Linked DNA regions of Arachis hypogaea: region 1 is linked to region 2. Evidence: chromatin contacts called from public Hi-C data. All regions are on one chromosome and are shown on one strand. Each heading gives the region's core, a stretch centred on a gene start, on an enhancer-like site or on the middle of the called end of the contact. The rest is flanking DNA. Distances are from core to core; before and after follow the strand shown.

Region 1 (4,286 bases), core at 1,382-3,881, 680 kb after region 2:
AAATATATGCAGAAAGAAACCAGAGCGAAATTCAACATTTAGACACCTTTTTTCATTTTGTTGTTAAATTAGACCATTCACAAAAAGAATCAACTTGGCATAGATCATCAAATTTTAAGGATGAAAGATCTCATTTATCTAGTCATTCTTGCAAAAGAACATCAAAATCCAATCGCTAAAACCCTTTTTGAGAATATATTTCTAGTATTTGATTTTTGTCCACGTTTTCAAGTCTGCAGGGTGTTTTTGCCGTTTTGATCTTACAAGAGTGTTTTTGGGCATTTAAATCTTTTGGGGGTATTTTTGGTGGTTTACCCTAATCATGTTTTTTATAGAAGCATTATTAATAAGCATATATACCTTATGAACATTGCCATTAGCAAATAAATTAACCTTTCAATGACATTCAAGCTCCTGAATGAGTAAAGAGGCTATATAAAAATTATTCTTAGGATATACACTTACCAATTTTCCGGTGCCCATTGGCAGCCATCAGTGTCCACCACATGCAGGCTGTATGCATGCCTTGATTTTTGGGACTGGTTTTCAAAGCTGTCATCCGTAAACAAAAGCAGAGAAGGATGAATTATAAGGATCATATCCTCTTCAACAGCAATTCTCCTTCCATATTTCATGATATACATCATCCAAAGAGAATCGTTTTAACAAACCTTTGATGGATAAGATCACCATGGATGACAACCAATGAACCAGCTTTTACTTCAATAGGAACAAAATCCTTTTGATCATAAGATGGTGAGGGTCGATCAAATTTAACACCATCTTCATCCCGTAAAAACCTTCTGACAAGCCCCTCTACAGCAGCCAAAGAACAAAGAAAAGACCAAGATCTGATAAATCAATGCAATGGATGTATGTTTAGGGAACAAATACCAAACAGAGGGAAGTATTACTCTTGTGAGATCCAGGTATTGCCCACAGGCAACCATTTAATACCGTTGCATCTTCCAGAGCCAGCCACAGCCCTGTGCATGTTTGGGGTTCGGTATAAAGAAACGAGTTATCCTGGTGTGGCACTACTTCACCCCCTATACCTGGTTGCTGCCAATTAAAATTTCATATGCCAGGTAATCATAAATTCCAGAAACCAAAATAGTCAACACTAGAATATTCCTTATTTATATGTTTATATACAACCAGAAAATGTTGTTTCAACCATATGATCAGCAATTGAACCTCAGAAAGACAGATGAAAATGTACCTTAAAAATGTACATAGACTGCATGATTACTGGCCTCTTGTAACCTAAGGAGTACATCAAACTAGAAACTTTGTTGGAAGAAGAAAACTTCTTGAATGCCGGCTCAATCTCGTGAAGCGCTGCACAGAATCATAACAAACACCACAGGCCCCAACCCCCCCAAAAGAGGATAGTTAGATTCACAGGGAACAGAATCATTTTTGGAATTAGCAATGCTACCGACAGATTTCTTGCATTCACCAGTGTACAACAGCATGTGGTCTCATCTAAAAAGGGTAACCCAAATTGAATAATCTTAGTCTTTTCACATTAACGAAAACCATGGCCTTCTACAAATTTGTCCTAAACAAATTAATTCAACATACAAGCCTAAAGGGCATCATTAAAAGAGTGCTACCGGAGGGTGTGCACGCACACACACATATATACAGAGAGCGCAAGAGTATTGAAGGCTCACCATGGCCTACTTTATTAAGGGAGAGTTGCTTGGGTTGCTTTAATTTTCCATCATCCCCAAATGCTTTCTCTGCCAATACACAAAACAGAGGAAATCACCAAACCATGCAATTATCAATAGACATTCTAATTTGTAGTGCACTTTTACTGTAAAAACAAGCTTCCAATCATGGATTGTCACATCATAAAAAAACAACATCCACACTACTTGAAAATAATCTAATAGAATGAATTACAGTGACACAGTTCATGAAAATAAACAAATGAATGGATTTATCATTTCCACAATCTTAGAAGAAACCCGTGTAAGTAAATGATTTTTGAATACCTTCGAAGAAGAAGGAAATTTTCTCTGCGCTCTCAAAGAAGTAATCATCAGTCAACTTTTGCTGTGAAATCCATAAAAACAATCAAGAGTGAGGTAAATACTACAGTTAAAAAGTAACACACAAAAAAGAAGGAGAAACAGAATGAAAGTAAGTTTGTTTTCTTTAGACCTGGTTCTTGGTGGAGAAAATAGAGGCGGTGGAGGAAGGGTCAAAGTCATTGACCAATTGGTCCATCCTCCGAACCATGGCATCAATGTCGTCATCAGTGGCAAAGGATTCCAACACAATATAACCTACGCAAAAACATGGTGATTGGTGTAAGCTTAGTTTGAAGACTAGGGATTTGAACTATGAAGAGAAAGGGGGTTAGGGTTTAGGGTACCTTGAGAATTGAAGGATTGGAGCTGATCTGCAGTGAGGTTCCCAACGATTCCCATTGGAATTCGGTGATTCAACTTCGATTACTGGAATTGTTCTCCGGGAGGGTTAGGAATTAGGAAGGTAGAAGGAATGAAGGAGGACAAAATGGTCAGATGATCATCATATATGATATATCTGCTTATCCGCTACGAAACTACAACCCAGGTTAGCTACTACTAATTACTTACGAGCAATATTAGGGACCAGTAACATTTGTGATTAGTAACCATCAAATAGTCATCAATGATAATTTAATGGTGTGAGATTGTTGTGAGATTTCATCTAATAGCTCACTTTTTTCTGCTGGTTACATACTGACCAAAATTCAATAAAATTGCTGGTCCCCTAGACTTTTCCATTACTAAAATAATTTACTTGAGGGCTAATTTGGGATTTCAGACCTTTTTTAATGTACTTATGTACAAACTACAAAACAAAAATGAACTATCTAAATAAAATAGAAAAGAGTTATAACTTGTTTAATTATACAAAGTCTAACAATAATTTTAAGTAACTTTATTTAATTTAGAGTAAAGTGACAATTAGATCTTTAAAAATATTAATTTTGGACTAATTAGTCCTTGAAAAAAAAAACCAATTAAGTTCTCCAAGATAGTAAACGGTAGACATGTATGACCACATATATGACTTTCTGTCAATAAATAGTGCAAAACAAAACTGAATTGTCCATGTATTCTGTTATTTACAGTGGTGCATGTCTCGTTATTGTCACATGAGTAGGAAAACAATGTAGTTTTACACAGTGAAGCATTTATTATCTTTTGAGTTTTCATATACCTTTTATCATAAATTCTATCAAAACAAGTGAAATTTCATTCCAAAAATTGTTTTCTACATGACTATCTTTCATAAATAGACATGTCAGAGTAATTAACAGTACGTATAAGCATCAACGTTAAGTTTTAATTGATTAATTGATAGAAGGACATCATGTGTCCACTGTTTGCCATTTTGGAGGACCAAATTGGTACTTTTTTTTCTTTAGGCACTAATTAATGCGAAGTTAAAATCTTCAAGGATCTAATTATTACTTTACTCTTTAATTTAATATTTTTATTTTATGTATGTAACTTTTAGAATTATATATTTATTATATCGAATAATTTTAATTAGTTTGTTGATTTTTATAGTTTTACTAAATTTATAATTAGATCCTATAATTTTTTTAATTATATTCTTGTACTATTTTTAATTTTATAATTAGGTCTTTGTCAATATAAAAAATATTTAGAATTAATAATAATTAATAAATATAAAATAAGATAAGTAATAACTAAGAAATATAAAATAAAATAATTTTAAATTGTATTAAGCTAATTTTCTATTGCTTTTAGACTTTTTGTTTTGTATAATATTTGTATTTAGATAAAAAGAAGGGTTTGACTAATATGTGTCTTAAAGACATATGATAAGTTTATTATTAGTAAAAAATTTTAAATATTTTTTTTAATGAATGTAAAATAAATGTATTGAAAATTTTAATTTTTTATATTTATAATATTTTTTTTAATTTATAAACTTAACATGTACCCTTAACTAAGGGAACATGTTAGCTAAATTCTAAAAAGAATGAGTTTCACACAATTAGACTTAATCATATTCGTTGAGTCTATTAAATCCTAAAATGATCTCTTAAATTGGAATCCTACACCAAAATAACCTCTAAAATTTTAATTACACTACTATAGACTTGTTGCCATAACTTGGCACAAGTTATCTCTAATAACATCCCCTATACATCCACTATTACTATTACCAATTGCTGCATCTACATTAACTCTTAGCGTTGAGTTTGGTGACTCCTCCCACTTCAGCATAAGGGGAATTAGTGGGTTTTG
Region 2 (4,172 bases), core at 1,667-4,166:
ATACAGGGCAAAAGTATCTAATGATGAGCATGGAGAACATGGTTGGGTTCACATGAGGCAGAGTATTCACAATCCAAACATTGCCGTGAACATGCAATCATCTGTTCAAGGAGGATGTTGGTCCATGGCAAGAGCTTTTAGAGATAAGTATGTCACATATTAACACTATTTATAATTTATCTCTTTGAAAGCATTTTATTGAACCTGTAATTTGTTTATCTGATTTTCTTTCTTCTTCTTTTTTTTATTTTTGTAATTTTTTCAATCTTTGCAGTTTCCTTAAATCAAGTGGAGTTGATGCATTCCTTGACATTACTCAAATTGATAAGTTTGCTGAAAATGGCACCGTGGCCTAATTTGGAAATGGCATTTCCAACGTGACACCATTTTACAGTGAATTATTGTACATTTGTACCATAAAATTAAGAAAAATAAAATATAAGTATACCACTGCAGTTGAGTACATATAAAATGTAACAAGATATGAGAATAATGTTAGACTCTATAGATCAAATAATAAGGATTTAGAACACCAATTTATATACAATAATGAAACCTGAAAGTACCAATCACTAGTTCATGACAAAATTCTACATTATCCTCATTAGATAATCACTTTTTTATTTTTCTTTTTGTCAGATTTATAGCATCTTCTTAATGAAGAGATTGATAACCGAATGCCAGTCACCAATATCTGCAAACCTTCTCATTAAAACAATAACAAATGTTCGGTCTTTCATTTTGTTGAAATAACATTTTTATAATTTCATGCGAATTTCTCTCCCGTCCCCGTCACGGAAAAAAAAAAAAAAACAGCTTGGCCTAGGTTGATTTTTCAAGTATAATCTCCTAAGTTTTGGTTAATTCTTTATTTGCTTATTCTTATTCTTTATTTTCTTTTTAAAGTTTTTATAGACAATTCATTTTTATTTCTGTTCTTGTGTGGATGAACTTTCGAGATATATATCGTCTTAGAGGAAATTGAACTTATCTCTTCGTTTCCAAAGAATATATACTTCGGCAAAAAGAACACGGAAGGTGGGTACCTGAAAAAGACACTCCGACGCTCAAATCAGTAAGTGTTTAAGAGGTATAAGAATCTTATGATTATAGAATGTTAAATATGAAATAGAATTTATCATGTGTGTGTATGTTTATAATAATTCTATGATTATAGAATGTAAAACATGAAATAGAACTTATCATGTGTTAGTGTTGAGATATAGAAATTGGTGCGTATAGAGTTGATGAATAAAGTTGATGTTATGACCGTTAGTCATTAAATTAGAATAATGGTTATTATTAAGATTGTCCGTTACAAACTTAGAATGAAGGCAAATAAAGTCGAGTTATAACTCATAATGCACAATAAAGACCAAGCTATAAGGTAATGGATAACAATTTCAAATAAAAAATTTTTGTTTATTGTTTTTGTCTTATCTCATGGTTTTAAATATGGTAAAACAATAATTATCACTTTGTAGATCCAATAATAAACAAGATATCGATACAATTTTATATATGTTCCTCAAGGAATTTAAATATTAGAAGCTCAAAATCACATCTATTAATAGACAATAAGAATGTAGTAGATAGTTTATTACTCGACAAGTGGACGTTGCAATTGAATGACAAGTGTCCTGAGCTAAATACATCGGTGATACTGAATAAACCCATTAGAGCCTAGCGCGGTCAAAGATGGTATATTGAGCTTCAAATTTCAAACACCCCTATGTAAGGGTGGTGAAGTTTCTTTTTGTAACAATCTGGGTGTTTGAGAGCAGTTAAGTAAGCACAAACTGTTTGAGAGCAAATTAATCCCTGCATATAGATGGTGGAGGAGTTTGATATGTTAATGGATATTAATGCAAGAAAACTTTAGTAGAACTTCAAGGTTTATGTTGTTCATCTATGGGAAGTTTCAAGCAAGTTCAACGTTAATGAGATCAATGGCATAGAGATGGTTCTTCAAGACACCACGACAAGTTTGTAGTAACACATGGTCATTTTTGGTAGTTTTGGGGTTTTAAACTGTACCCTCATGGCTTTATCTTTTATTTTTGTAGGGTAGGAGAATACAAGCTTCTATCCCAGAACCTTTGGTCAGGACGTAGAGAGGTAATATTGTGGAGTTCAACATGTACATTATGACTAATTTTATGGTGGTTGATAAGAAAGAGAAAATAAGGATAACCACAAATAGGTGGTCCATAAATTTTTCACATAGGACCATTGTCGTTCCAATAGCTCGACCAAGTTTTTCTCTTGAAACTTTACCCTTCAAGCCATTTCCAGAGCTGTTGGCTGCTAACAAGCTCGACGATGCTATCTTAATAGGTATGCTATTCATTATGTATTATGGACATATACTACAAAGTTATAGCATTTTAATTTATTAATTTTTGATCTGGCGTAAATGTGATAGTGGAGGTGGTTGGTAAGAAAGATCCAAGAGAACTAATAACTAGCAAAAGAAGGGAGACTAAATTGAAGACCTTGAGTAAGTTAATCGGAATTTAGTTCTCTTTGTAAGACTTGAAATTTCTGAAAATTAAATAATAAATTATTTATGATTATTATATTTAATTAAGATTATATTTTAAGAAATTTTATATACAAATTAAGCAATTCTTTATTTATGATTTAAAACTTTAGTAATTGAATAATAATAAGAATTTTATATGCTTTAATTTGAATAATTAGATTTTTAATTTTATTTTATAATTTTAAAGGAAATTGATTTTTATTATTTCTAATTCTTGAATTAGAGTAATTATTTAAAAAAAATTTACAAGTTGATGAATAAATGATATTTTTATATATATTTATTGTTGGATTAAAATTAGTTTTTAATTACTAAATTATCCTATTTTTATTAGAAATTACAAAACCATCCTTATACCTTTCAAAAACCCTAACCCTAACATTCCAACATAACTATAGCCGTCAATTCCTCCTTTCCAAAACACAACCCAGTAGCAGCAAATACCAAAAGAAACAAAGAAATGGGAGAAGGGAAGAGAGAGAACGGAGAGCGGAGGAAAGAGAGAGGGAGGGGACGTGCTGCTGTCGTCGTCCAGCCCGCCTTGCCGCAGCCACCGTTCATGTGCCGCCACCGTTGTCTCCAAACTGCGCACCACCATCGTGACAAGGAGAGAGAGAGAGAGAGAGAGAGAGAGAGAGAGAGAGAGAGAAGCCACCGTTGCGTGTTGATTTCTGGTTTCATCGCACCATCTCGCCATCGGTACCGCTACCATCGTCGTCGTCGAACCCGTGCCATTCATTGCTGGTTGCACCGCCGCCGAAGCTCCCCTCATCGCCATCGATGCCGATCTGACCAGAGGAGAAGAGGGAGAACGACATGAGGAGAGAGAGACAGAACGCGTGCAAAGAGAGAGAAGGCGTCGCGAGGTGGTTCCGCCGCCGTTTCTGCCGCCGCTGCTCTCGTTACTATTGTCATTGGTGGAGCTCGCCACCGCTGGAGGTGAACCGGCATCACGTCCTTGCTACCCAGTGCCACTGCTACTCTGTTTCCACGTTTTTCCTTTGTTACAATAAGTACCCCTATTTAGAAATCCTTACTGCTTGCGAATATGTGTTCTATTATAAGTTATTGAGTTTTACGCGACGTTATTATCTCAGGATTGAGTTTTGGTTGTTGCATGCTATGTTTGATGAACTATTGCTGTTGCGAGGATGGACTGAGTTGACGCTGCTGTTGCGAATTAAGGGTTTTAAAGGAACTTTGTCGTGTGGTTAAGTCGCGGTCGAGGTAGGAATTTTTTTTAAAACTTATTTTATATCGCAGAATTGTTATAAATAGATATTGGAGTAAAAAATATATTTTATTTTATGATTTTGTGAGTCTTATGGATTGAATTGAGTTGTTCTAGATGATTGTAATTGTTTGTCTAGTGAAATTATTGACTGTTTGAGAAGGTTGAATATTGTAAGTTATTGATTTTGTTAAATTGGCGGTTGTCGAATTGATTTTCTTGAGATTTGGAAATGTTTTATTATTGAAAATGAGTTGACTTTCTAGCGTGATAAAACATGGTCTATTGAGCTTCAAATTTCAAACATCCCTATATAAGGGGCTGAAGTTTCTTTTTGTAACAACCCGAGTGTTTGAAAGCAGCTAAGTAAGCACAAACTGTTTGAGAGCAAATTAA

What was found. A called contact is a pair of places that touch in the nucleus more often than the background predicts.
Region 1: a contact with region 2 is called in a Hi-C map of leaf, with 4 times the contacts expected there. The contact joins the promoter of LOC112741998 here to the promoter of LOC112741993 in region 2. A contact is called at or near these places in 2 of 8 Hi-C or Micro-C datasets (both in leaf).

Annotation. Positions count from the first base shown.
Region 1 is chr14:38,327,205-38,331,490 of arahy.Tifrunner.gnm2.J5K5, forward strand. It overlaps LOC112741998 (phytanoyl-CoA dioxygenase), which reads right to left and starts at 2,632. Exons shown (of 9, transcript XM_025791209.3): 1 at 2,390-2,632; 2 at 2,176-2,300; 3 at 2,007-2,067; 4 at 1,680-1,748; 5 at 1,223-1,341; 6 at 915-1,062; 7 at 672-816; 8 at 466-552. The coding sequence starts at 2,444.
Region 2 is chr14:37,644,656-37,648,827 of arahy.Tifrunner.gnm2.J5K5, forward strand. It overlaps LOC112741993, which reads left to right and starts at 2,917. Exons shown (of 6, transcript XM_072214077.1): 1 at 2,917-3,484; 2 at 3,643-3,772; 3 at 4,139-4,172. It overlaps LOC112741992, which reads left to right. Exons shown (of 7, transcript XM_025791196.3): 6 at 7-147; 7 at 275-588. The coding sequence ends at 356.